6 separate regions of the Mus musculus genome follow, and regions 1, 2, 3, 4 and 6 are each linked to region 5. Evidence: chromatin contacts called from public HiCAR-type, capture Hi-C and promoter capture Hi-C data. All regions are on one chromosome and are shown on one strand. The core of a region is the stretch at or near the end of the contact, and the rest is flanking DNA. Distances in the headings are between cores, read along the strand shown. Region 1 holds the start of Ube2g1 (ubiquitin-conjugating enzyme E2G 1). Region 2 holds the start of Spns3 (spinster homolog 3). Region 3 holds the start of 4930563E22Rik (RIKEN cDNA 4930563E22 gene). Region 4 holds the start of Ankfy1 (ankyrin repeat and FYVE domain containing 1). Region 5 holds the start of Mettl16 (methyltransferase like 16). Region 6 holds the start of Xaf1 (XIAP associated factor 1).

Evidence for each region. Promoter capture Hi-C pulls out the DNA fragments that hold promoters and counts their contacts. HiCAR-type assays count read pairs that join an accessible place to other places. Capture Hi-C pulls out chosen DNA fragments and counts their contacts.
Region 1: a HiCAR-type map of astrocytes shows a contact between it and region 5, with 4 times the contacts expected there. The contact joins the promoter of Ube2g1 here to the promoter of Mettl16 in region 5. A contact is called at or near these places in 1 of 115 datasets of contacts at active chromatin or transcription factors (astrocytes) and 2 of 9 other capture datasets (embryonic stem cells and macrophages).
Region 2: a promoter capture Hi-C map of hippocampal neurons shows a contact between it and region 5, with 6 times the contacts expected there. The contact joins the promoter of Spns3 here to the promoter of Mettl16 in region 5. A contact is called at or near these places in 2 of 39 promoter capture datasets (hippocampal neurons and pre-B cells).
Region 3: a contact with region 5 is called in a capture Hi-C map of embryonic stem cells, with 6 times the contacts expected there. The contact joins the promoter of 4930563E22Rik here to the promoter of Mettl16 in region 5. A contact is called at or near these places in 2 of 39 promoter capture datasets (liver and pre-B cells), 1 of 115 datasets of contacts at active chromatin or transcription factors (astrocytes) and 1 of 9 other capture datasets (embryonic stem cells).
Region 4: a promoter capture Hi-C map of hippocampal neurons shows a contact between it and region 5, with 14 times the contacts expected there. The contact joins the promoter of Ankfy1 here to the promoter of Mettl16 in region 5. A contact is called at or near these places in 6 of 39 promoter capture datasets (the 3T3-L1 cell line, cranial neural crest, embryonic stem cells and 3 more), 2 of 115 datasets of contacts at active chromatin or transcription factors (embryonic stem cells and large pre-B cells) and 1 of 9 other capture datasets (embryonic stem cells).
Region 6: a promoter capture Hi-C map of liver shows a contact between it and region 5, with 5 times the contacts expected there. The contact joins the promoter of Xaf1 here to the promoter of Mettl16 in region 5. A contact is called at or near these places in 2 of 39 promoter capture datasets (hippocampal neurons and liver).

Annotation. Positions count from the first base shown.
Region 1 is chr11:72,604,250-72,608,874 of GRCm38.p6, reverse strand. It overlaps Ube2g1 (ubiquitin-conjugating enzyme E2G 1), which reads right to left and starts at 1,614. Exons shown (of 6, transcript NM_025985.4): 1 at 1,240-1,614. The coding sequence starts at 1,285. It overlaps Gm51906 (a long non-coding RNA gene), which reads left to right and starts at 1,712. Exons shown (of 4, transcript XR_003949712.1): 1 at 1,712-1,934.
Region 2 is chr11:72,548,817-72,553,373 of GRCm38.p6, reverse strand. It overlaps Spns3 (spinster homolog 3), which reads left to right and starts at 3,128. Exons shown (of 12, transcript NM_029932.3): 1 at 3,128-3,376. The coding sequence starts at 3,166.
Region 3 is chr11:72,212,810-72,217,331 of GRCm38.p6, reverse strand. 4930563E22Rik (RIKEN cDNA 4930563E22 gene) reads right to left here and starts at 2,194. Exons shown (of 1, transcript NM_001163728.1): 1 at 1-2,194. The coding sequence starts at 2,001. The coding sequence ends at 1,612. Med31 (mediator complex subunit 31) reads left to right here and starts at 1,740. Exons shown (of 4, transcript NM_026068.2): 1 at 1,740-2,371; 2 at 3,117-3,194; 3 at 3,459-3,555. The coding sequence starts at 2,344.
Region 4 is chr11:72,687,388-72,691,659 of GRCm38.p6, reverse strand. Ankfy1 (ankyrin repeat and FYVE domain containing 1) reads right to left here and starts at 1,658. Exons shown (of 25, transcript NM_009671.5): 1 at 1,626-1,658. The coding sequence starts at 1,635.
Region 5 is chr11:74,768,113-74,772,339 of GRCm38.p6, reverse strand. It overlaps Mettl16 (methyltransferase like 16), which reads right to left and starts at 1,477. Exons shown (of 10, transcript NM_026197.3): 1 at 1,356-1,477.
Region 6 is chr11:72,299,251-72,303,905 of GRCm38.p6, reverse strand. Xaf1 (XIAP associated factor 1) reads right to left here and starts at 2,277. Exons shown (of 6, transcript NM_001037713.4): 1 at 2,197-2,277; 2 at 444-579. The coding sequence starts at 2,228.

The sequences.
Region 1 (4,625 bases), core at 365-2,864, 2.2 Mb after region 5:
TCCCACCTAGAATTTTAATACTTGTCCAAACCTGTTAGCTCATGGTCTAATAATAAACCTAATTATACAATCTGTAACAGCCCCTGTCGACCTTTTCCTTAAGAAGTCATAAAGGTGATTTAGCTGACACCTCAAACTCATAGAAATCTATTTCATTTATCAACATTCCGGCTTTCAGAAAGTTTAAAAGGGGGGTGGGGGGAGAGGACTGGCTACAGGTTGAGGAGGGGTGAAGTCGCCTGAACCAAGCCAGGCACACGCTTGGCGTAGGACAGCAGGGCTAACTACCGGTTCATTTCTCTTTAAATCTGGCAGCACGTGGGGCGGCATTGTGAAGGCACCAACCCGCCTCCTCCCTCCCCCCCTTCCACTCCGCACACGTACGCCTCCAGCGCGCATGCTCCGCTCACACAGTCCTAGCAGAGTAGGAGCCAACCCCCTAAAAAGTCAACCTGGAAGCCGCAAACGGCCAGAGGCCGGGACAATGGGGGAGGGGGACAGAGACTCCACGGGGGAGGCACTGAGCCGCCGCCCCTGGCCAGAGCCTAAGGCGGGCCGCAGCCCGGTGGCCGCGAGCCTGCGCGAAGGAGCCCGAGCCGTGCCCACGGAGCACAAAGCCCGGGCCGGCCAGCGAGCCGCTCTCCCCAGCGCCCGCGCCCACCCTCCCCCAGACGGGCGGCGCAGCCCGAGCTCGTGCCAGGCGGAGGCAGGCGAAGCGGAGTCGCGCTCCCCGCCGAGCCCCCCGGTGCCCCGCGTCAGCACCCGGGCCAGCCCCGCCGTCGCTTTTGTTGTCTGCCCTAACTCCGCGAACCCCGCGCTGCCGGGCCAGAAGTTTGGCGCGCCTCCCCTCTCCGGCCCCCGACACGGCTCGGACTCACAGCCGCGCGGGGACCCCGCAAGCTCCCGGGGTCCCCGAGGTTCCGCGGCCTCCGCCGCACCTGAGCCCGGGATCCGCCCCTCAGGGAGGGTCGGCCCGACCGGGACCCACGCCCCTCCCCCGCAACGCCCCAGTGCCGTGGGGGAGGGGGCAGCCGCCCAGGGCGTCCGGCCCGTCCGAGGGCGAGGCTGGGGAGCGTCCCCGCCCCCAACACCCTCCACAGCCGGGCCAGGAGTGTCGCCAGCTCGCCGCGACTCGCGGGCTCCCACCCTCGCGGCCCGCCACCACCCAGCCTCCGAGCGGGCGAGAGGAGGCGAGTGGCTCGGCAGTCCGCGATCGCGGCCCGGCGCCCCGCCGCTCACCTGCCAGCTGTCTTCGCAGTAGCAGCGCCGACTGCAGCTCCGTCATCCTCCCCACCGAGAGCCCGGGCCGCCACCGGGACTTCGACGGACTGGCGACAAGCTCTGCCGGTGCCTGGAGCTAGATGTGTGTTGAGGAACCCGGACCGGAGCGCCGAAGCCGCGGGGAGGCCGGTCTTGGGAGACCCGAGAAGCACCTCGCCGCCTATGCGAGTCCGCTCCGCTCGGCTTTCCTCGCTCAGCGCCTCACGCCCGGAAGGGGAGGGTACCCGGGCCGCCGCGGCGCGCACTGGGACTTCGCTCGCCCGCTTCCCTCCTCTGCCCGCCCGTCGGCCCCACCGGTGCCTTCCCCCGCCACTGCCTCACTGCGCGCAGGGCCGCTCCGCGCAAGCGCGCTGAGCCTGCCTCCTTCAGAAGCAGCACTCCTGCTAGCCCGACCCCTCGGCCCTGCTGCCCCGCCTCCGGCGGTGGAACCCCGCCCACCGCGCGCAGTGGGCTCAGCCCCGCCATCTTGGGAAGGTCCACGCCCGCCCAGCTGCGGAAGCGTCGGCTGGTAGACGCCCCGCGGACGCCATGACAAAGAGGTCGCGGAGGGTCAGGACGCTGCCTCCCGGTATAAGCAGGAGGTCTAAGCGTGATGGGACCAGAAGTGGTAGATGTTGGCGAGGACCCAGCAGCCATCCAACACTACATCGGAGGTGTGCGAATTAGTCATTGTTACAAAGCCGAATTTAGTACTGGTGTGCACCATTTTAAGCAGCCGCAAAATAGAGTGCATGGTGATAATTCATAAAGAATGCACAGAATGGTCCTTGAAATAAAAATGTTATGAGTCTCATAGCAGAAAACGTTTAAGTAAATAGTAAGACTGAGTAAAGTGCAGAGTTGTGATTAGCACAACCTGATAAATGGTTCGGATTCAGGTGGTATTCTCCTGTAATCTCAACACTTGAGGCTGAGGATTAGAAGACCCAGGTCCCCTTCGCTGCACAGTGATACCCAATCTCCGTCTGGGGATGAGGATCCATAATAGATCAGACTCCTCTAGAAAAGGCACCTACTATGTAAAGTCCAAGTGTGAAAGCCGAGATTAGGAAAAGTCAACCTTATCCAACCTCCTTGCCCATTTCCCAGTTGAGTGCTTTGTCAACACTGTAGCAATAAAGAAACAAAAAAGGGAAGGGGGAAAAGTAACATTGACACTCAATTTTGTTTCTTCTTTCTTTCTTTTAAAGATTTATTTACTTATGTATATGACTACACTGTTGTTCTCTTCAGACACACCAAGAGAGGTCATAGGATCCCATTACTGATGGTTGTGAGCCACCATGTTGCTGAGAATTGAACTCAGGACCTTTGGGAAATCAGCCAGTGTTCTTAACCGCTAAGCCATCTCTCCAGCCCCTTGCTTGTTCTTTCAATAAGTGTTTGTTCAATCCCTACTTCCCTGTACCTGGACTGTAGAAAACAAAAACTGTGCATAGGAAATCAGGTCCATTTCTACCCACAAAAGCATGAAGCTTCTGTGAACTCCAAGTAAAGTGAACAAGAGGAGCAGATTCCGTTAGGCATGTAATAAAAATTACTGGGCAAGCAGGCACAAGGCCCTGGCTTACCTCCCTAGCACTGTCCCACCAGACCAAAGAAACAAACATTGAGTGAATCTGCCATTTTGAAATACTGCCCACCTAGGGACTAATCCAGCTTTATGGTTGGGATAGGGGAGGGGTTGGTTTTTTGTAGTTGTTTTGCTTGTTTGTTTGTTTGTTTTGGTTGGTTGGTTTTGGTTTTTTGAGACAGAGTTTCTCTGTATAGCCCTAGCTGTCCTGGAACCCCTCTGCAGACCAGGTTGCAGGTTCGAACTCAAGAGATCTGCCTGCCTCTGTCTGGATTGGAACTAAAACCATGCCCCACCATATCCCTCTGTGGGTTTGTTTTTAAGGATTTTGTTTTAATGGGTATATATATGAGCCGGGGTGAATTTATGTGTACCATGTGTATGCCTGGTACCCAAAATCTGGAAGAGGACATCAGATGCTCTAGAATTGGACCTGCAGAGGGTCTTATGCTACTTACTACACGATTGCTGGAAACCATCCTATCCTATGTGTCCTCTGAAAGAAATTTTCTTTTTTTTTTTAAGATTTATTTATTTTTATTATATGTGAGTACACTGTAACTGTCTTCAGACACTCCAGAAGAGAGTGTCAGATCTCATTACAAATGGTTGTGAGCCACTATGTGGTTGCTGGGAATTGAACTCAGGACCTTTGGAAGAGCAGTCAGTGCTCTTAACCACTGAGCCATCTCTCCAGCCCCGAAAGAAATTTTCTTAATCCTTGGCCATTTCTCCAGCCCCTGTATTTTTGTTTTTAAATACATTCATTATGTAGCAATGAGCTTCACTAAGACATTTTTTGTATATGCACTTTGCTCGTGTTCACACAGATTCTTAATTACCTTCTTGTTCCACATCGCTTTCCCACTGGTTCCCTTCCTCTTCCAAAAAATCATTCCATTCTACTTTCAGCTCTTAATTTTATTGAAACTAAGATTCCACATGTGAGAAAGAAAACACTCATTTGTCTTTGAGTCTGACTTATTTCATTTAGCAAGATGCTGTCTAGGTCCATCCATTTTCTTTCAAGTAACTTTTTCTTTTCTAATGATTTATTTTTAAATTATGGATAAGTGAGTATCTTTGTGGATGTATATGCACCATGAGTGTGCCCTGTCTCTGGAAGTCAGTAAAAAGATCCCTTAGGAAATGGAGGCACAGGTGGTTGTGAGCTACCTTGTAGATTCTGTTAATCAAACTCAGGTCCTTTAACTACCATGCCATCTTTCCCCCCTTTATTTTTAGGTTTATTTTTGATTTGTATATTTGTTTGTTTTGAGACAAGGTCTTTCTACATATCCTTGGCTGTTTCTGCACTCACTGTATAGACCAGACTGGCCTTAAACACACCGAGATCCACCATCGTCTGCCTCCTGAGTGCTGGAGTTAAAAGGTGTGTGCTCTAGGTTTGTTTTTTAGAAACTTTCCAACTGACTTCCACAGTGACTGCACTAATTTACGTTCTAGCAGGATAAGGGTTTCTAACTCATCTACCCATCCTCAGCATTTGTTTTTTCTTTATGTAGCATGCTCGTGCATGTGTGCCACAGTGCATTTGTAAAGGTCAAAGAACGACTTCGAGGAGTCAATCTTTCTTTCTACCTCACAGATTTCAGAGATGAAACTCAAGGAGCCAGATGCAGTCATTTACCCACTGAGCTGTCTCACCCTATTTGTTGCTTCCTTGATAACAACTAGGGAAAGATGAGCTCTCAAGTTTAGATTTGTATTTCCCTGACAGCTAAAGATATTTAAACAACTTTTCATATAT
Region 2 (4,557 bases), core at 1,879-4,378, 2.2 Mb after region 5:
AAAAATATTGAAAGCCTTTGTAAAGCAAATAACTCAGTGCTATTAGTACTATACAGTGTTGTGTGCCACTCCTGCTTCTAGCTCCAAACAGACTTGGCATTCATTAAGCTTTCTCTGCTCCCCTCCTGGCAACCAGTAATTTGCTGTCTCTATGGACACCTGTTAGGTGTTTCCAAGGAACGGAGCCATACGATGATGCTGTGACTGTTTGTGATTGGCTTCTCGGCCTTGTTCTTGAGGATCATCTGTGATGAGTTGTATTATTTCTGTTTATGATTGTATAATATCTCATTGTTTGGGCATGCTACAGCTTGCCTGTTTCTCAGATCTTTAGCATTTCTATTGTTTCCACTTATTATTATTTTAGTATTGCAACTATTGCAAAATTGAACCGAGGACCTCTGGCCTTTTGCATGCTATGCAAGCACTGTACCATTGAGATATAGCCCCAGCCATCTTTCTCTCTGACCTCTCTTCCCTCCCTCTGTTCCTCCCTCTGTTCCTTCTTTTCATATTGGAGATTGAATTCAGGGCCATGCACACACTACGACTATTACTCCACTCCTAGCTGCTTCTGTAGGTCTAGTCTTACTTCATATTTTCACTTTTATTTATATGCATATGTGTGCTGCTGCGAAGCTGGGTGTAAGGATATTTCTTTGAATCCCTGCTTTTCATTCTGCGGGGTATATACACGGAAGGCGCATTGCTTTTCATTCTGTGGGGTATGTACACGGAAGGCGCATTGCTTTTCATTCTGTGGGGTATGTACACGGAAGGCGCATTGCTTTTCATTCTGTGGGGTATGTACATAGAAGGCGCATTGCTGGATCCCATGACAGTTCTAGGCTCAACCTTTTGAGGACCACTAACCCTATCTCCTGTGGCTGCATCACCGACACTGCCCGTGTTTCAGCAGCCTGGCCCACACCAGTCATTTCCTCTCTTTATTGCCGTGGCTCAGTGGGTGTGAGGTGGTATCTCCTAGTGGTTTGGCCTTGCGTTTCTCTAAGTAATGTTGCATAGCCTTTCACAAGCTTGTTGGTCATTTGTGTATCTGTAGAGAAGCATCTACTCAAGTGCTTTGTACATTTTAAAGCCGGGTTGTCATTTTCTGACTTAACTTTTACTTAGAAATCATTTTAACGTACAGAAAGATTACAGTATAAGACCAGAAACACCATCTAACTTTTGCCTTAGGTTCATCTATTGCTAATGTTTTGCCTCATTTGCTTTACTTGACATTTTTACATGCTTGTATTTTATTTTTATTATTTTCGTGTGTATGCATGTGGAGGTCAGAAGACAACTTTCAGGAGTCAGTTCTCTGCTTCTATCTTGTTGTTCCCAGGAATTAAACTCAGGTAGTCAGCCTTGGTGGCAATCACCCTTAACCCCACTGAGCCATCTTTCTGTGCCTCAACCTTCACCCCTGTTTGCTTACTAACTCTAGGATCTATTAATGTTTTCCAGCACCACTTGAAAGAGTAAATCGTAGACACTGCAGCCCGCAGACACTTCAGATCAAGGGCATTTGTTTACATAACTAATGCTTGGCACCTGAGCGCATCGGACAGCTGTGAAGTTTTTTCCTGATCTACTTTCTGTACTCTAATTTTATCCATTCATCTGGCATCTGGCACTGTGCATTTCCCCTTCGGTACAGATGCCAGGCAAAGGCGGTGGTTGCACATAACTGTCAGATCTCTGCCCAACACCCCACAGCACCCTCCAGCCCCCACCCCTGGCTCTGAGACAGTGTCTTCTCACTACATAGACTGGACTGACTTGGACCTCTCTGTCTGTGGATCATGATCAGGCTGGCCACAGACAGTTGCCTGCCTATGTTTCCAAGTGCTGGAATTAAATGGAATTAAGGGCATGGACCATTATGCCTGGCTGTTAAATACTTTTAAAATATATTGTGTGCGTGTGCATGATGTGTGTGGAGACACATGTACCATGACACATGTATAGAGATCAGAGGACAACTTTGTGGAGTTAGTTTCCATCTTTACCTGGGATTGGGATTGAACTTGGGCTGTCAGCCTTACACAGCAAGTGCCTTTACCTGCTGAGCCATCTCATTGGCCTGTATGGTTACTCTTTTTTAATGTTGTTTTGTTTTGAGATAGGGTCTCATGTAGCCCAGGCTGGCTTTAAACTCACCATGTAGCTAGGGATGGTGAACTTGAACTCCTGATAGTCTTAGCTCCACCTCCCAAGTGCTGGAATTACAGGTGTGGGCCATCACTGATGGCTTTGTGTATTTGTACTTTTTCTACCCTTGCAACTGGCAATCAATTTCTACAGCTCCCCTGAGAACATCTCCCTAGACTTATTCCTTGTTGATAAAATTTATTTATTCTGTGTCTGTATGGATGTGAGTGAAAGTGTGTGTGTGTGTGTGAGAGAGAGAGAGAGACAGAGACAGACAGACAGACAGACAGACAGACAGACAGAGACAGAGCAGAGAGTACTCCTGTACCTGCACGTGCACTTGTGTGCCTTGGTGTATGTTATGTTTGGAGGTCAGAAGACAACTTTGTGCAGTTCTCCCCTTCCACCATATGGGCTCTGGGGATCAAACATATGTCAAGCAGGCCTGGTGGCAGGTACTTTCACAGGCTGAGCCATCTTGCCAGCCCCCATGGGTTAGTTTTACATAAGCTTGTCTCTATGTCTTCAGATATCTCTGTTATCTTGTTCCTCTGTGCAATTTCCTTACCATCCTGGTCAACACCTACCCTCCTGTATCTAACCTGGTTCATGGCTGTGCTAACGGCCCATCTTCTGCACAGGCAGGGCAGTTTGCAGTGAGCAAGGCTTGGGGACACTCCTCTCATTTCCTGTCCTAGGAGCGTCTCTTCCTCACTGCCCCTGCTGCAGCCATAGGCTAGATTGAGGGACCACAGAGTTATCCAATCACCAGTGCATGGCGTCTTACCCCAGCAGGGCTAAGAGGCCTAGAGTGATGAAATCCCACCAGTGTGGCTGCGCTGTGCTCAGCAGGAACCTGCGATGATAAGGTGTCTGGCAGTTAAAGGGGCAGCCTGTTGAGGTTGAGAGGCTGGGAGCCCACAGGAAGTGACTTGGTGGCAAGCTGATGTAGCTTTGTTCGGCACCCGTTCTGACAGAGAAGTTGCAGTTAGCACTGCTGAGGGGATGTCCACAGAGTGTCTCAAACCTCAGACAGGAGGGCCACAGAGCCAGAGCCTGAGCCAAGGTGGGCAGTATGGGGCCTTGGCTTCAGGTACGTGTCTGCCTCCCTCCACACCCGTCCCCTGGAGCCTGCCCCGCTGGAGAGCTTACTTGGCTGCAGCTGTTCTCTGTTACATCAACCTTCTGAATTACATGAACTGGTTCATCATCCCAGGTGAGCATGGGAGGGGTAGCGTGGGGCAGTATCTTCAGATACCCCCCTTCTAAAAGCCCACAACTGTGTATCCTTGGTGGCCTTCTTCTTCCAAGCCCTCGTACCTCTCTAGGAGCACAGCTCTGGTGGTTTCACCCCAGCAAGTGGTCTGCAGCCTCTCCTGAATGGTTCCAAGCCAGAACAGGGCACAATGTGTGTGGGGACAGGGGTGTTAGTGGGTAGATGGGACTGTGCTCTGCAGCAAAGGCGTTGCTTGCGTTCAGGATGGAGCTGCAGGCAAGGTTACGGAGGGCAGAGCAGCTTGGCCAAGCTCCCAAGTGAGAATGGCTCTGCCTGCACTGTTTCTGGGGCAGCCGGCTGCTGGCCTACCTTGCACAGTTTGCCTTTCTTCTTATTGGAAACAGGGTACAACCTGCTTCTGTGTTCTGTCTCTCACTTACGCACTCCTTTGTGTCTGGGCTCCACTTGTCTTTTCTCATCTAGTCACCCATTCATTCCTTCATCAGTTTATATTCAGCCCTTTCTTTAAAAAGACAGAGTGTGTATGCATGTGCGTGCACACATGTGTGTGTATGTGTGTGTGCCTGTGTGTGCATGCTCCTTCACTTTTATTTGAGCTTCAGATATTGAACTAAGGTTTCCAAGCTTGTTCAGCAAGCGCCTTCACAGGCTAAGCCATCTTGTCAGCCTTCATTTCTTTTTTGAGGCAGGGCCTCATGGAGCTCAGGCTAGATTCAAACTCGCTATGTAACTGAGAATAATCATGAACTGCTGATATGCTTGCCTTCACCTTCTTAGGGCCGGGATTACAGGCTTGCCACCACAATGCTTTATGAAGTTCTAGGGATTGAACCCAGGGTCTTTGTGCATGCTGGATAAGCACTCTAATAACTGATGTAGAGGGCTGCTCTGCCCTCCGTAACCTTGCCTGCAGCTCCATCCTGAACCCAACGCCTTTGCTGCAGAGCACAGTCCCATCCACCCACTCACACCGCTGCCCCCACACACATTGTGCCCTGTTCTGGCTTGGGACCATTCAGGAGAGGCTGCAGATCACTTACTGGGGTGAAACCACCCAGCCTCTTTTCTTTGTTTGTTTGTTTTTGAGACAAGGTCTTAAGTAAGATCAGGTTGCTTTTGAATTCACTATGCAGTTGAAAATGATCTTGAACTCCCAATCC
Region 3 (4,522 bases), core at 945-3,444, 2.6 Mb after region 5:
CCTTCTGTTCTAGTGGCAAGTAGCACATGCATTATTAAAGCAGGCTAGAGAGAGGGTTCCTTACAGAGCAACACATCCTCTTCCTCTGAGAACGCTTGCTTTTGTTCCTCACCGGAAGATGCTCTGAACACACTTCCATGACTGTCTTTCAGGCTTTTCCGCAATTCTGCTATGCAGAAGTCAGGGGTTTGCTTAGTGCACCACCCTCTAGCAAAGTTGCTAGAAACCTCAATGTTTCTCAACTTCACCAATGACTTGCCTTTCTCAGCACAGCGATTCTTTGTTGGAGGAGGGACAGGGTGTTGACCTGGGCACCATAAGATGTTAGCAGCATCCCTGGCTACTAGGCACTTGAGGCAAGCAGGAGCACCTTCCACGCTGCCCCAAACACACACACTTCTGGAGACAAAATCATTCCCAACTCGGTTACCAATGCAACTTCGATGGAGAGGTAGTTCTAAACTGTAAACTGCAATACGCACTTTGCTCCCTTGCACTAAATTCTTTTGATGATCTCAGAATAAAATTCAAGCTCTTTACTGTAATCCCAGAAGATTTCCAAGACTCTATATGAAGTGGCATCTTCCTCCTTTTTGTTTTCTTCCTTATACCACGCTCTCATATACTAACTGATCTTTCTCTTACATAAACATCTTTGATTTTTAAAAAAAATGTAGACTTTCCCTTCTGTCTAGAATGCACTTCCCTCTAGATCCTGATATGGCTCACTGTCCACTCACACAAATCTCGGACCAAATGTAATCAGCAAGGCTTTCCCTGACCATATTCTCTAAAGAGTTCCCTACTCTCTACCACAAGACAGACAGCCTTTCCTTCGCGGGAATACAACAGCATGTTGTCTTACTTTCCCCTTTGTTGCATGTCTCTTCATTAGAGGAAGATCCTAGTCTTTTCCACTGCTCTAGCTGCCATGCTCTAACTACTACCTAGCATGCAGTAATACTCAGTTACCATCCTGTCAATCTCACGCCTCAGGCCAAGTGTCATGGCTTCTTCTTTACTTTCCCTTCCAAGATTATTAATGGTTTTATTGATTGTTTATTAATTGTCCTGTTTTTTCCTATACCCCCTGATTTAATTTTTTAAGTGTGGGTGGAATACTATGTATGACAACATGAGAAAATGTATAATGAAATATAAGTATTAATAAAGGCCAATTAATAATGTATGAAAGATGATACCTTGCCCTGTAGGTTTCAAGCAGGTATATGATCAGGCCAGCGGTCAAGAATCATGACAAGTTTGGCCCCTCTTTGCAAATTTCAAGTCGTCAACACATCCTAGAGTGACCTAAGACTATAAAACTTACCTGGTGTAGAGACTCAAAGAATCTCATTGTCCATCAGCCAGGTTTATACTGCACTACCAGTCTGAAACCTTCTGTGCTGGCTTCAAGTTAATAGCACACTGGGGTCAACAACAGGATGGTCTAAGGTGCTGCAATGTCAATACATGTTAACAGCCCCCAGAAACCACAGCCTGTTTCTTACACTGATTTATGGGTTCTTTCCATGAAACCAAAGATGCTCGGTTCTCCTGGAAGATGGCTGGCTGGCAACTCTTCAGTCCTGGCTAAGGACCTTTGGCACTTCATCGAGCCATTCTGGCACTCTGCCTGGCTGGGCTCTCAACACGGTGCACAGTAGTCTCCACCCTCAGGGATGACGACGCCCTGACGTGGCGGGAGGACGTTTCCGTGCACTGCGAGGAGGTTTCCACGTGCTGGGAGGACACCTCAAGGAACTGAGGGAGTCGCTTCGTGGAGGGGGTGAGGGAGGGCCCCTCTCGGTGGCGCTGGGAGGTCTCCACCTGCCGGGAAGACGTTCGAACCTGCCGGGAGGACGTCTCCACGCGGTGGGATGACGTTTCCTCGCGGTGGGACGACGTCTCCACGCGGACAGTCGATGTCTCCTTGTGGCGGGTGCTTTCCACTCGCGGGGCGGAGGACTTGCTCCTAAGGGGCGAGGCCATCCTGCCCATACACCTTGGTCAGGTGGGACAAAGAGGCCCAAGGATCATGCTCTGCGTCACGTCACACAGGGAAAGGTGACGTCAGGGTGGTGTATTACGTCGGGGTAGGTAGCAGGACTCTGAGACCTAAAAAATGAGAAGTCCTCCGGCACGCCCCGCTCGATATCTGCGCGCGCAGCCGGCCGGGTCTGCACAGATAGGTGGGGCTAATTTTCCCATAAGTGAGGTTGTCCCCGCCCTCGTGTCCCACTCTGCCCCGCGACCGGAAGTAGGAGCCGTGGCTTCCGGATTCTCACCAATCGAAGTCGCGGTTCGGTCGGGGCTGGTGGTGTTCGCCTCACTCTGATTGTTATGGCCGCGGCCGTCGCTATGGAGACAGGTACGTTGTGACTTGCACCCCGAGTCTTCACCCCAAGGGAATGGTCCTACGCCCCGAAATTCCCTCCCTTTTCCCTTTTCCTGCGCTGTCTTTCGGGTTCAACTTGGCATCCTTAGAGTTGGGACCGGCGGAGGAGAAGGCTGTGCTGCTTCTCAGACTATGGTCTGTGAAAACATCTTTGCTCCTGGGTTGCTCAAACCCCTACTCCAACCCTGGCTCTTGGGGCCGTGCAGGGCCGTGGGAGAGGACTGAGACCTTCCACTGTCTGTGCTGAAGGTACTCCCAAGAACTTGCCCGAAATATCGATAACCTGTGTATTCTAATGCGGACACCGCCTTCTCTCCATTGTTTAATCACTTTGCATCATGCTTCGGTTTTGTGTAGCACATTGATTTTGCTTAACGTAATCACAGTTGATAGTTGTGGTTATAACAACTTAGGGAACCGCACAGCTATTACAGACTGTCCAGTGATCTCCGCTAACAAAGTGGCCTGCAGGTGGTAAATTCCCATTCAACTTATTTTTTCCTCAATTAACTTTAAAGGATTTCTTTACTATTTTTTGTTTTACTATTTTTGTTTTGGAAACAGGGCCTCATTACTTAGTGAATATATATATATATATATATATATATATATATATATACACACACACACACACACATATATACACACACGCATATACATATATCTTTAATTTCTAAGAAAGTCTCTTCTGCACTTTGATATTTGTCTTTTCTCCTAGATGATGCTGGAAATCGGCTTCGGTTTCAGTTGGAGTTGGAATTTGTGCAATGTTTAGCCAACCCAAACTACCTTAATTGTAAGTTAAGTACATCACTAACTTAAGCAACTAGCTCTTAATTTCTGAGAAGAGATGCAGTTTGTAATACTATTTATTACTTCGATGTGTTTGAATGGGATTTTATTTGTTCTGGTCTGTAAGTTAACTGGGCAAACAAAGGCTTGTGTTTTTAATTCCTTGTGTTCTGTTGGTAGGGATGTTAAGAGCTACTTTGTTTTAGAGATTACTAATCAGTAGTCCAGCGGTTGGTTGACATACGGATTGTTTCTTTGTGTCTTTCAGTTCTTGCCCAAAGAGGTTACTTCAAAGACAAAGCTTTTGTTAATTATCTTAAGTATTTGCTTTACTGGAAAGAACCAGAATATGCCAAATATCTAAAGTAAGTTTAATTTTTATAATCCTAAATCTGTGTATACTTTATCATAAATACAAAGTGCTGATACTGAGCAGTTTTCTCTGTGTGGGAATGGAAAATGATATTTTGAATCTTTCTGCTTTTAGTTAATGTAAGATACTGTCATCTGTAACTTAGATTATTTTAGGAATTGCATTTATTTCTGCTACCATTCTTACCTCACTCCCTTCAAACAGAACCAAACAACTGTCTTCATGGGAGCCAGCTTACTCTCTAAGTAATATAAGCCAGAACACACCACTTCTGTTCATGCAGGCTAGCTAAGATCCAGTCAACTGGTTTCAGACTATAGTTCTAATGTAATTTGGTGTCTAACCTTGTCACTTAGCACTGCCCTTGTCTTTCTGGATTTTTAATGCCTACCAAACTATAATCTAGGAAGGTAGGAAGTATTGTTTTCTGGGAGTTTTAGAGGTACTGCCCTTCTTTATAGTGAGTGTTCTTTGTTTCGAGCACTGTGCTAAATGTATTGTACACATTAACTCACTGTAAAAGAACAAACACGGACACTATCAAACTCAATAGCTTTGACTTAAAAAAAAAAAAAGAAGAAGAAGAAGCTGGCACACACCTTTAATCCCAACATTTGGGAGGCAGAGGTGGGCACATGAATTCAAGGCCAGCTTAGTCTACAGAGCTACTTCCAGGGCAGCAAGCTCTACACAGGTAAGCCCTGTCTAGATGTGCCTCTCAAAGGAGGAGACAACAGAAAAACCAGAAGTTTAGCCTGGCATCCCTTTAATCCCAGCTCTCAAGAAACAGAGTCAGGTAGATCTCTATGAGTTTGAGGCCAGCCTGGTTATGTAGCAAATTTCAGGCCAATCAGGTCCACACAGAGAGACTCTTTTTTGTTTTGTTTTGTTTTGTTTTGTTTTTCGAGACAGGGTTTCTCTGTGTAGCCCTGACTGTCCTGGAACTCACTTTGTAGACC
Region 4 (4,272 bases), core at 409-2,908, 2.1 Mb after region 5:
AACCTTGGCCTGTATGAATTCCCCACAACTGGAACCTGAGCACAAACACAATTAAGTTCTCAATACAACTACGGACTGAGAAACTCCCTCCTCCACGACCTGAAACTTGGTCATGCATTTCCCCAACACGCAGATTCCTTCTTAAAGGCTCTACACTGCTCACGATCTCACATCGTGCCTTCCTGAACCTTCCTCCCAAACCTCGCTGCTGAGCAACAGGTACACAACATTCCGTGGTGTGCAAAATCATCTAGTTCATTTTTTGAACAGGGTTTCATGCACTCCAGGTAGGCTGTGAATGACCCTAAATTCCAGATCCTTCCAAGTGCTGAATGAAGGAACTACAAGCAGGCAGGCATACATCACCACACCCAGCACTTTCAGTCACTTCGCTTTCTCCTCCTCTGTTGGACAATGTTCACCACCTCCAAGGTGTTTAACAGATAGAAAAAGTAAAAATGAAAACAGAATCCAGTCCCAGCCATGAATCTGGCCTCAGTTCACTTAACTATAAAGGGCAAATAACACACCTGGCAGGCCTACTTCGTGTCACTCTTAAACCTAATTCAAATCTGAGAAGACTACACAAACTGTCACACTACCCAAATCTCAGATCAAGAAATGATGAGTTTAATCAACACTTACCAAAAAATACAAACAAAAGACAAAAACAAAATAGGCCAGGTCTAGATCAAGTAAATCTTCAGCCACTCAACAAAGTCCAACAAGAAGTATTTTTCTCCAACAATGGGGTACACAGGAGAAGCACACCGGCCAGGTCTAATATTGTCTGATCACTACTAGGTAACTCACTATCTCAGGGCTTTCACCCCAACTCATACAGTAAAGCTATGGCAAGCAAAGATCCTAACATTATTCCTTAAGGGAGGCTGCACCTGAGAAACCGGATGCCTTTACCTGCAATGTCGTAAAGTACTAAAAAAGAGACGAAGGACTAAAGCAGGAGGTAAAGGAACCGAAGCCTGGCTTTAGCACACCTCTTTCAAGCAGTGTGACCTTGGTCAACTTCCTTACTGAGGAAACATCTCCTTTTGCCCCTTTGTAAACCTCAGAGAATCTGAGCGTGCCCACATTTGCTAGGGCTGCCAAAAAGCTTAAAGACTATTACAGCGCACGCCCAAGAAGCCCGTCGTCCAGCTGCAGTCCCGGCTCTTCCAAGGAAGAGTCCCAAGCTCTTCCGCAGGCAAGAGATGCACCCTTCCGGATGCAGGACCTGCCATGACAGCAGTTTCGATTTCCTAAGGAGAGGGGCACTTCCCTCCCCGTTCCAGCATGGCTGGCACAAGAAGCTCCTCTACAGCTTTCTCGAGTCCCGCGGGTGCATTCGCTCCCAGGACCCGACCCCTTTCTCGTTCTGAGACTACCGGGATCGGGGTTGGGGGCGGGGGGTGACGAGTGAAGACAGACTGCAGGAGGGGCGTTGCCATAGGAACGGCGCTGAGAACCCCGGCCCGGGGAGCCCCGAAACGCTACATAGGAAGGCTCGCGAGACACGTGATGCACCGTACGACCACAGCCGGACAACCCTTCCAGGGGCTTCTGTGCCCGGCCAGTGGTACCCCTATTGCTTCGCGTCTTCCCGTGCCACCCCACAAAAAACCTACCTTCCGCCATGTCGGGCCCGGCCCTGCCTACAGCCTCGCGATAAATGCCGGCGCAAGGGAATCATCAAGTCTCGCGAGAATGGATGGAGGCGTGGCAAAGGGAGGAGCCAGAGCAGACAAGGGGTGAATGAAAGTGGAGCGGGAAGTTGCTCTAGGCGGGAGGTCCGAGTCCCACTTCGTTTTGGAAGGTTTGACAAGCGCGGACTGGGCTATCTCGTACTCCAGGCGATCGTCAGGGTAGAGCAAACATGGACTATTCTGAGGCAGGGACTGCGGATCTTTAAGTTACTTTGTAACCACGTGGGACGCTGTCCTAATACTTAAATGATAGCATTTCTCCAGGGCTTTGGGAATTTTTATGGCTAAAACCAGACAACTTGGGTTATCAAACAGGCAAACACACTGGTTACAAATATAGGGGTCGCAAAAACTGCAAATCTCTATACAATTTTATGTAAGCAAAATTGTGAGATCCCTGAGGTCAAAGTGGCAAAGCCAAATAACACTAGGAGCTAATAACGGTTGACAAGGCCATGGAGAAGGAATTCAGATTGTAAACCAGGAGCTTAAACCTTTTGTGAATGTGAGAATGATTAGATGATTTTTATAATAGCAAAATAGAGGGCTGACAATCCTAGATAGTATGCCTTTTTTGGCTGTGGAGTAGGTAGAGTGGGGAATTGAGACAGGGTTTCTCTACATAATCCTGGCTGTTCTGGAACTTACTATGTAGACCAGGCTGGCCTGACACTGATAAGAGACCCTAGTGCCTCTGCCTGGAGTGCTGCGATTAAAGGCAAGTGCCACCACACTTGACATAAATACTTTTTCTTGGCCCGGGTAACGAATATGTACTTAGCACACCTGAAGCCTCCAGGTCAACAAAGGAGAATAGAAATAATGCATCAACAGTTAAGTAGTGACTTAGAGAACAGTTAAGATTTTAGGAAGATCTGCCACAGTTAAAGAAAGCATTAGAGGGCAATGAAATGGAATAATGAAGGGATTGAGTTCAGATTATAAAAATGTAAGGGCAATGGTTAAAATTTTGAAAAGGGGACGACCCTGGCTGAAAAACACTTAGAAAATGGAAGAGAAGGACACTTAAATACATTAAGGATAATTATGTACTAAAAACTGATGTTCCGATTGTAGCAGACTACAGTAGTGAAGGAAATAACAGGGCAGTGTTAAAGTAGTGGCCCTGGATAAGCGACATGTGATTAAAGAAACAATATTTGTTAGTTTCAATAGAAGTGCCTGAGCTCAAAGCTTCACTGCCTTGCTGAGGATGGTTCATAGGTGTGTCAAATGAGTTTTTGAGATCTTCAGGTGGCTAGATAAACCAGCTTTGAGCATAAACAGACTCTTCTATCCCCTAAAAATACTCAAGCTCCTAACATTAAAACAACTTAACTGGTTGGAAAGTGCTGTCATATCTGACATCTGTTTGCAGCATGTTTTCTCTTTGCCTTGCTTTGCAAGCCCAGCAAACTTAATCTGAGCCAGGTTTTTTGTTTGTTTTTGTTTTCACTTTTTTGGACAAGTCTCATGGAGTACAGACTGGTCTAGAATTACTGGTCCTCCTGCTTTTCCAAATGCTAGGGTCAGAGGTATCCATGGATGGAGGCGTGGCAAAGGGAGGAGCCAGAGCAGACAAGGGGTGAATGAAAGTGGAGCGGGAAGTTGCTCTAGGCGGGAGATCCGAGTCCCACTTCGTTTTGGAAGGTTTGACAAGGCTCCAACTTGTTTCTAGTTGAGATACTCTTGCCCTGGATTATCCTAAAAATTTGGCCAGATCCTTTATGATGCACAGATACCAAAATCTACTATCAAGAAACTTGCTTAATAAAAACATGGTTTCTAGTATTGTGAAGAATGAGATTTTGTGAGCATTCAAGTACTGTATTTCTTTTATAGGTTATGTGTGAAAGTGTAGCATGTTTGTGGAGGCCAGAGGTCAAGGTACCTTGCTCATTTGTAGTTCACTCATTTTTCTGAGAGCGTCTGTAGCCTCAGCTGTCCTGGAATTCCTGCTGTGGACCAGGCTGGCCTCAAACACAAGAGATTCACTCGCCTCTGCCTCTGGAGTGCTAGGATTAAAGGTGGTACACCCCAACACACCCAGCTCACTGTATTTTTTTGATAGTTTTTCACTAAAACTGGAGCTCAAATATATGGATTGACAGACCAAGAAATGCCTTCTGAATCTGCCTCTCCAGCACTGGAATTTAGATAAGCATTGCTGCGCTGGATGGAGATCTGAACTCAGGTCCTCATGCTTACATGGTAAAAACTTTACCAAGCGGAGCCATCTCCCCAGCCCTTCGTGTGTTTGTGGTGCTAGCTGGGGCTTTAAATACTTGGCAAGCCCTTTGACACTGGGATAACACCCTCACTCAGCCTCTCGATTAGATTCTGCTGCAGGAAGTCATTCTTCTTGTCTAGAACTTTCTGTGCATGTGTCTGGCTATTGAAAGCTGTTTAATTTACTTCCCTTATGTGAACAGGATTCAAGTCTGTGATCGTGTCACTAATGGTCAGTGTATAGGTACCAACTCAGCAAGTCCAATCCTATCTTGACAGCTGGACTGCACACCTGTAACCAAACAACCAGAAATACCACACCCATAAAGTAATTTTCTCT
Region 5 (4,227 bases), core at 228-2,727:
TTCTTGAGCAAGTCACTAAAACATTCAGTGACTGGAACGCACACTTTATTTTTCTTTTTTTTAAGCTTTTATTTATTTTTTGTATATGAGTACACTGTAGCTGTCTTCAGACACAGCAGAAGAGGGCATAAGACCCCATTACAGATGGTCATGAGCCACCATGTGGGTGCTGGGAATTGAACTCAGGACCTCAGGAAGAAGAGTCAGTGCTCTTAACCACTGAGCCATCTCTCCAGCCTCCCGCCCACCTTCTGTCTTTGAAATTTACTCACTTGGCATTCCCCACACATTTGCTTTAATTAAAAAAAAAACCTTCCCTACCAGTAAACTTCATGAGGGAACATATTTGTTCCCTGCTGTACCCCAATACTCAAAATAGGGCCTGTAAGGGGAGGCACTCAACTGTTGGTTGACTGGGAAGAATATGAAGTCACCAGGAGATCTAGCTCCGAGTGACAGAGCATGTGTCTAGCACGTGCAAGGCCTGGGCTCAGTCATCAACACCAAAGAAAATAAAGGAAATAACTATGAAATACTTTCCATCTGTGTGAGACACACACAGCATTCTCTTTCTGAATGGGCAGCCCAGTTGAGTCTCAACAATAACAAAAAAAGGCTCATCGGAGCGAGTCCAAAACCCAAAAGACCTCTAGGCCAGCCTTCTTTCCTCTTTAAAACTTCATGTTTCCTGGGTTTCTCTTGGCCTTTATCTCTTCACACATCATTTCTTCTAAAACTGAAGCTTATAGGATACTCTAAATTTGGCTTTTATGATGTCAAACTATGGAGGCAATAGAGACAGACCAGCGTTCAAGAGCACCAGCTGGTCTTCCAAAGGACCAGGGCTCGATTCCCAGCACCCGTATGGCTGCTCACCTAGTGCCATGACACAACCCTCTTCTGGCCTCTGCCTGCACTGTGCACGTGCTGCACAGACGTCCAGGCTGGCAAAACACCTACACCTACAAACTGTTTTGTGGGTTTGTTTTTTTTAAGTTTTTAGGAGGAACAGAAAACTCAACAGATGTCTCCCACCTAGACCCCAACACTTCCGTTTTCTCTTCACGCCCCCACCTCACAAACTTGACTTCTCCTCCGCCACTTCCCCGGCTCATCCACACCTTCTTCCCCTGGGTTTCAGCGCTCTCTAAGCATTGGCCTAGGCGAGGGACGAGGCCATCTCTCCTCCAGCTCCTCCCACCTACCGCCGGCCTTCGCGCACACCCGCCCGGGTCCCCGGCTTCTGACCCAGCGGTAAGCCCCCAAGGATCCGAGAACCGGAGGAGAAAAGCAGGTGAGCCGCTTCTTAGGCGATCCTTGTGCGCAACCGGATAAGAGATTTTTGAACCACGCACCTCGCAGGCCAATGGAGCAGGCGGACGGAGTGCGGACAGGCCCGCAATCACCAAGCCCACACCACTCACACAGCCAAGCTCCTGGAAACGCAGATGCTACGCTCCAAGCGCGCCGCCATCTTGCGCAGCCAATCCGCGCCGTGACTGGACAGACTACTCTCGCGAGACTTTTGACTTAGCCTAAAGAAAGAAGGAACTATCGCGATACTTGGAGACGGCGGTGAGTTTTCACCCAGGTTTGGGGGTGTGGTCGGCCGGGAGTCTTCTTAGGTTAGCGGATGGAGAAGACCTCACTAGTCCGCTGGCATGCAGCTATGTGATGGAGCCCGGCCAGGAACTTGGAACTACCCTCCTCCCCTGGCCTTTCTGGGTGCTGGGATTACAGGGATGGGCTACCCCACCAAGTTGTAAACGTTTGTTTTCCTTTGTTTTGAATGTAGCTTTCTTCAGCTCTCCCCAGCCTTACTAAATAGTACTAAATCTAGTCTTGGACAGGAAATAGGAAGGCTAGATGGGTTTGATGGCAATTAACACTTAAGTGCACAGCAAATCTGTGTGATGACACAGTAGTTACAGATAAACCTGTGAGATGGGTAAATAACTGGTACTTAGAAACTGTTTTGGGTGGGATAGGGGACGGGGAAATGGCTACCCTAACAAAAGACCCAGGTTCGAGTCCCAGCCCCAATATGGTGACTCGAAACCAGCTGTAACTCTAGTCCCTAAGTGCCCTCTGGAAGGCACACGTGCACGTGGTGCACAAACATGGAGGCAAACAGCCATACACATAAAGGTAAACCTCTTTTTAAATTCTATTTTTTTTTTTTAAAGAAACTGATTTGGCTAAAAAAAGCATTGAATCTGGACTCACGAAGCAAAAGGATAAAATCCTGGCGTGCGTTTGTTTGTTTGTTTGTTTGCTCGAGACAGGGTTTCTCTGTGTAGCCCTGGCTGTCCTGGCACTCACTTTGTAGACCAGGCTGGCCTTGAACTCAGAAATCTGAACTCAGAAATGCCTCTGCCTCCCCACCAATAGGCATTTCGTTGTCAGTTTTGTACGATGTTCTGTTCCAGATTGGCCAAAGGGTGTTTTCAGATTGTCTGTGTCAGTCACCTGGAATTCCTGGAACAGTAGGACTGATCAAGAAATACTTTTATAGAGCAATGCTAGGCCTCAAAGGACGGGAATGCCTCCTCTGTACTCACTGAGGGCAATTACCTGCATAGACGAAGCTATGTGCTGCAGAAGGAACAGTTGTCTTCAGGGAGCCCAGTTGCTTCCCTCCACCTTGCAGACCAAGCAGAACAGGACCAAGACCACACTGACCTTGGCTACTTTATTAGCTATGCTAATACCCCCCCAATTGCCCTACCCCCAATTTTTCCTTCATTTAACCCTAAGTATGGTGTTATAGGCCTGTAAATCCAAGCATTTGGGATATTGAAGCTGGAGTATGAGTTCATCCTATACTGTCTATCAAGTTCCAGGCCACCCTGGTCTACATGAGACCTTGCTCAAAAAGCCAAAGCGGCAGTGTACCACTAGATCAGTGGTAGAATGCAAAGGCCTGTGTAAACTAACACCACAAAGAAGAGATAGATAGATAGATAGATAGATAGATAGATAGATAGATAGATAGATAGATAGATAGATTGATTTATGGGTAGATAGATGTATAGATTTATGGATAGATAGATAGATAGATAGATGTATAGATTTATGATAGATGTATAGATTTATGGGTAGATAGATGTGTAGATTTATGGGTAGATAAATTAGCATAGCCATAAAATGTGGGCTGTCGAGACACTTGATGGACAATCATGAAGACCAGAATTTGGACCCCAGTCTCCACATAAGGAGCAAGGCACACCTGGGGCTTATTCGTTAAAGAAAAGAAAAGTATAAGCTGCACGCTCACAGACAGACTTTGCCTCAAAGGAGTAGGGAGACAACGATAGAGGCCATTCAATGGCCTCTTCTGGTTTCCACAAATGTGTACATGCACGCCTATGCCATACACTCACACAAATTAGTGTTTAAAGATTTTTGTAACTGAAGATTTGAAAAAAAAAACCCTGATAGATTTGTGGATGTGGGTAGGTGGCTCACAGTCACCTATAACTCACATTCCACGGTATCTGACACTCCAGGGTGTCTGACACCCTCTTCTTGCCTCCTCAGACACCATACTCACATGCATATACCAGAACACAGAGACACACATATAATTCAAAATAAAATAGATATTTTAGAAAAATGGGGCTGCAGAGGTGGCTCCACAGTTATGAGCGCTGTCTGCTCTTCCAAAGGACCCAGAGTCAATTTCCAGGACCCATGGGACAGCTCAGACCTGTCTGTAATTCCAGCTGCAGGGGACCCATTGTCTCTGGCACACAAGTGATGCACAGAAATACATGCAGCCAAAACACCTGCACACATAAATGAAAATGATAAGCTGGGCGTGGTGGCACACACCTTTAGTCCCAGCACTTGAGAGGCAGAGACAGGTAGATTTCTGAGTTCGAGGCCAGCCTGGTCTACAAAGTGAGTTCCAGAACAGCCAGAGCTACACAGAGAAACCCTGTCTCGAAAAACCAAAAAAAAAAAAAAAAAAAAAGAGAAAGAAAATGATAACTTTAAAAGAATATTTTTGAGTATTTTGTCTATTACTTTTGTATGTATGGGTGTTTGCTGCATTTGTCTGTACGCCGCATGCATGCAATACTCCTGAAGGCCAGAAGAGGGTGTGGGATCCGCCTTGGAACTAGCGTTACAGACAGTTGCAAACTGCAATTCAGGTGCTAAAAATTGAACCTGGAGTTCTCTAGAAAAGCAGTCAGTGCTCTTCACTGCCGAGCATCTCTTCAG
Region 6 (4,655 bases), core at 1,028-3,527, 2.5 Mb after region 5:
CAGAAAGGGAGGGCTTGCACAAGCTGCTGACATAGTCCAAACTACTCAAACTGTTCTGGCTAGTTTTATATCAACTTGACTGAAGTGTTTGTTGGGTCAGCTTGAATCTAAATGGATGCCTGAACTTGATTCTCAGAAAGATAAAGCCGCAAGAGACTGACTCAAAAAGGTAGGAAAGAAGACTGAGATGGGCCCTCCTGCCTCCTCCTTACAAGTCTCTGAAGAACAGTTAGCCTTTCTTTATATGGATCCTTTGTTCTGCCAGACCCATAGTCTTGGGGTAGCAAGAAGAAAGGGAGAAACTAGGGACAGCCTCAGGGTAACACAAACAAAAAACAGAGGCCAAACATGGAGGGGCTAAATAACTTACCCACCAGGCCAGGGAAGGCTGGACTCCAGTTGTTGACCCCCCAGGCCTCTGCCCCACCTGCCCACCTGCTCACCTGCTGGTGCACAACTTCCATGTGCTCTTTCATCTTTGACTCTGGGATGGGCTCTTCACATTCTGGGCAAAGGACTATGAAGCGCAGGCAGTGGGCCTCGTGGAGCATGAAGTGGAGAGAGGCCACATTTCTTTTGCTTCAGGATAAAGTGGGGGTGGGGGAGAAAGAAAGGCACAGTGTCTTAGCATAAGACATGACGCCTTGTTGCATACCTGGGGTAAGCTCTTTCCAGGCCTGCGGCCTGGGGAAAACAGTGATGATGCTGATGATGCATTCCTATGCCTGCCAGTGCTGGTGAAACAGATAAGCTCGCCATCAGAAAATAGGTGTGAGGGCACTGTGCCTGGGAGAGGGGGAGGAAGAGGGTACCAGGGCAACAGGCAACTTTCAAGATTGATGATAGATTTCATTTCCTAGATTGTAAGATGGTTTCACAAATAAGTACTGTGTATCAAGATGTATATTTCAAACATGTACAAGTTAGCTAGGGCTGTTGGCACAGGGGTTCAGGAGCCTGAGTCAGGAAGATGGCTAGTTTAAGGCTTATCTGTGCTTATAGAGTAAGTTCAAGATCAGCCTAGGCAACTTAGTGATACTCTGTGTCAAAAGGAAAGGGAAAAACAGAGCCAGGGATAACGCAGCTCAGAGTGCTTGGCTGCTCTGTGCAATGCCCTAGGCTCAGTGCCTGGAACGACTCCTCAGCATCACCCCACAGAGACAGGGTTGGGGGAGGTAAAGTTCTATCCTTTTCCAGTTATCTCCTAGAAAGGCCATCACGAGAACAAGGGAGCACAGCAGTGCAGCTCTGCCCTGACCACACCTCAGACCCTCCAAGGGTTTCCCAACTCTCAAGAGCAAAAGTCCATCCACCACGCTGTCTCCCGTCCCTGGGCTCCCTTGCAGCTACCCAGAGAGCATCTGAGATGCAGGGGAGTCTTGTAGGGCAGGGTGTCCTCCTCTGATAGGCTCATCACCAGGAACGCTGCCAACCCATTCCATCTGCTCATGCTCACGGCAGCTCGGGAGAAAGGAAACAGGCTGTATCCTTAAAGGACCAATTGTTCAGGCCCTGTGATCTGGCTCATGGCCTCCAATTGTTCAGGCCCCTGTGATCTGGTTCATGGCCTCACTGCTGTTAGCCTGATCCAGCTGTCCCCACAACCGCACAGAATGACGTCCTTTGCTCTGTTTGCCCTCTCTGTTTTGCCTGCCTCCATACTCCATAGACCAGAGATCCTGAAAGGTGAAGTGGAACAAAGATCTCTGTGGAGCTTTACCCCAGTTACTGCAACAGGTGGGGTCTGCTGAGGAACCAGCTCTTTTTACTTGGAGGTGTGGTCCTTGCCTCCTGCTCAGCCCTCCATGTTCTATCTCCCAGCTCCTTTGTCAGGCGGAGGACAGGAATAACCCTGGAACATCTCTCAAAGGGTCCTCTCACAGATGGGTGGGAAGACCACGATGCCCCCCACCCCTGCTACGGATCTAAGCTCTGACAGGAATAGCCTGCTAGGGACCAGTCCCTCCATACTTCATGGCTAAAACTAGCCAGCCTGAAATACCCAAGCTAAGAGGGAACAGTGATATTGAGGTACCACTGAGCACTCTACTTAGAGATTTGGAACCTCTTCACTCCAGAGGTTCCAGTCCCCTTCGGCTTGCCCTCTGGTGTTGTACTTCATCCCCATCACTTCAGAATTTGTTTGCTCTGCCCTGCCCCTCTGTCTGGCCAGCCCTGGAGAAAATGCCTTCTTACCAGTTCCTGCACACTTGGAAGTCAGCCTCCATGGTCAAGCTTCCTGCAGTGCTTCTGTGGAGTTTCGTTTCTTTGCACACAGGAAAACAAAACTGAAAGTGTTTGCCCAGCCTGACTCACAGCGGCAGGGAGGAGACTTCAAAAATTCTCAGCTCAGGGCGGTTCCCAGATCCTGGCAGCTAGACACTCCCAGAAGGCCATTCTGCAGCATGGGCTAGTCCTCTGTCATGCCCCTTGTCCTGTGCAGCCTCTGTGCTACCGTGACTGTGACCTCCAGGGTGGGCGTTAGCTGTCGGGTTTCCTCTGGGCAGCACAACAATTCCTCCCTTTCTCCCCCTCCCTCCCTGACTGGCTTTGTTTCCATGGGGTCCCTGCCCACTTCTCAACCTGTGACTGACTCCTACTGTTTCTGTCTGGTCTCTCCTGAGATGCTAAGCTTGAGTCTGCTCTCTGAAGAAGAAGCTCCTGCAAGCTCTGTACCCCTGTGTGGGTTCCAGTTTGTGGTGACTTTGAAAACAAAGTCTGTGAGGAACTGAGCAGGGGGTTCTGGGTGCTGGATGCTCAGGCTACAGGGTTTGGGGCAAGTCTTGGGAATGGCCAGGGATAACTGTGTTGTGTCTCCTGAGGTTGTCCTCTGCTGGGAAACAAAACAAAGCAAACAATAATGGCAAACAATAATGTAAGCCAAGATGACAGAAACCATGAGGAGGTCTTGCTATCCCATGCTCACTGGTAAAATCGAGCAGCAAGGGGCTGAATAACCTGCACAGAAGTTCCCAGGTAACGTGGTCCAAGGTGTGACCCTTCTGCCACAGGCACGGAGCTGGAGGAGCTGTGCTCAGATCCAGACAAGATAACCAATTGGGAGCTTGAGTCACCTCAGCCTTCTGGATACTGTCTCCTGGCTGACCGGGTTACACTGGAGCTCCCAGGCAACTTTAAGGTCCAGGTGCTCCTAGAATTTGCATGCAAAACTGCTGCTGTGTCAGTATATGTTTGTTCCAGCGAGGTGCCACAGCCTCAGGCAGTTACCCAACAAGGCTAGCTGACCTCATGAGGTTCAAAGAAAACAAATTGTGTTAAAGGCAGCCCATGTCCAAAATTATCACAGTGCAAAATGATGGAAGTCAGTCGATTTGCTGGTTTCCTGTGTTCATTCCACCACCACCACCCCCCTTCCAAGGAAGAAACAGGGCGTCATTAGATAAATGAAAATGATCAAAGGGTTTTGGAGTAGAGGTAGCGGTATGGCACTTGCCTACCATGCATAAGGCTTTGGGGTTAGGATCTAACACACACACACACACACACACACACACACACACACACACACAGACACACACACACACACACACACATCACAAAGTATATCTCAGTGACAACTGATACATTCACAAATACAGCCGTGTACGGAATAATGATGTTTCTGTCAGCAGTGCAACTGTACATAGCACAGTAGCCATATAAGATTACACCTGAAGAACTGCAGAAGTCTTGTCACCCAGTGATGCTACACACAGCAGTGAATCACTTCCACTTGTGTGCCCTTGGCATGAATGCAGGGTGCAAGAAAGCAGAGAGGTGCGGGAACATGGTCAAGTTGCATTACATACATGCATTAAAATGTCAAATAAAAATGAAGAAAAAATATAGCACACATTTCATATATGGCTGGCTCAGCGGATAAAGGCACTTGCCATTAAACCTGACAGCTTGAGTTTAATCCCCGGGATGCACGTGGTGGAAGGAAGAACCAACTCCACTGAGTTGTTCTTTGATCTCTACACACACAAATGTTTTGAATATTGAGTATCATATTTGATAATCGTAACAGGCAGCTATGCTATTGGTTTGAGAACTTAACTATACTATGCTTCCTCCTGTCATTATAGAATGTATCTTCTTTACCTGTAAGTAAACTGTTAGTTGTTAGTAGTACAGCACTTGCTTAGCCTACACAAGGCCCTAGAGTCAATCCTTAGCATGGCTGAAAGAAAACAATAATTGTGGGAAGCCACATGTGCCGTTGCAGAGTGGCACTGACTACTGCTGGCCACCACGCATAAGTTTGGACAAACAACCAATGTGTACATATGCAGTAAAGTTTTTTGCAAAGACACTGCCTGGCCCGGGCATGATAATGAGGCTTTGAGAGTATAACCAATCAGATGTGAGACATGCAAATGAGGTATGATAATGAGGCTCTGTGAGGTACAGAGAGAGAGAGTAGCCAATCAGATGTGAGACATGCAAATGAGGTATGATAATGAGGCTCTGTGAGGTACAGAGAGAGAGAGTAGCCAATCAAATGAGGAACATGCAAATGAGGCGTAGTGCATAACCAATCTGGGTGTGAGACACGCCTCTCCTAGGCCTATAAAAGCAGCACCAGTTCTGGGCTGGGGTCTTTTCGCCTCTACAATCAAGCTCTCCCAATAAACGTGTGCAGAAGGATCCTG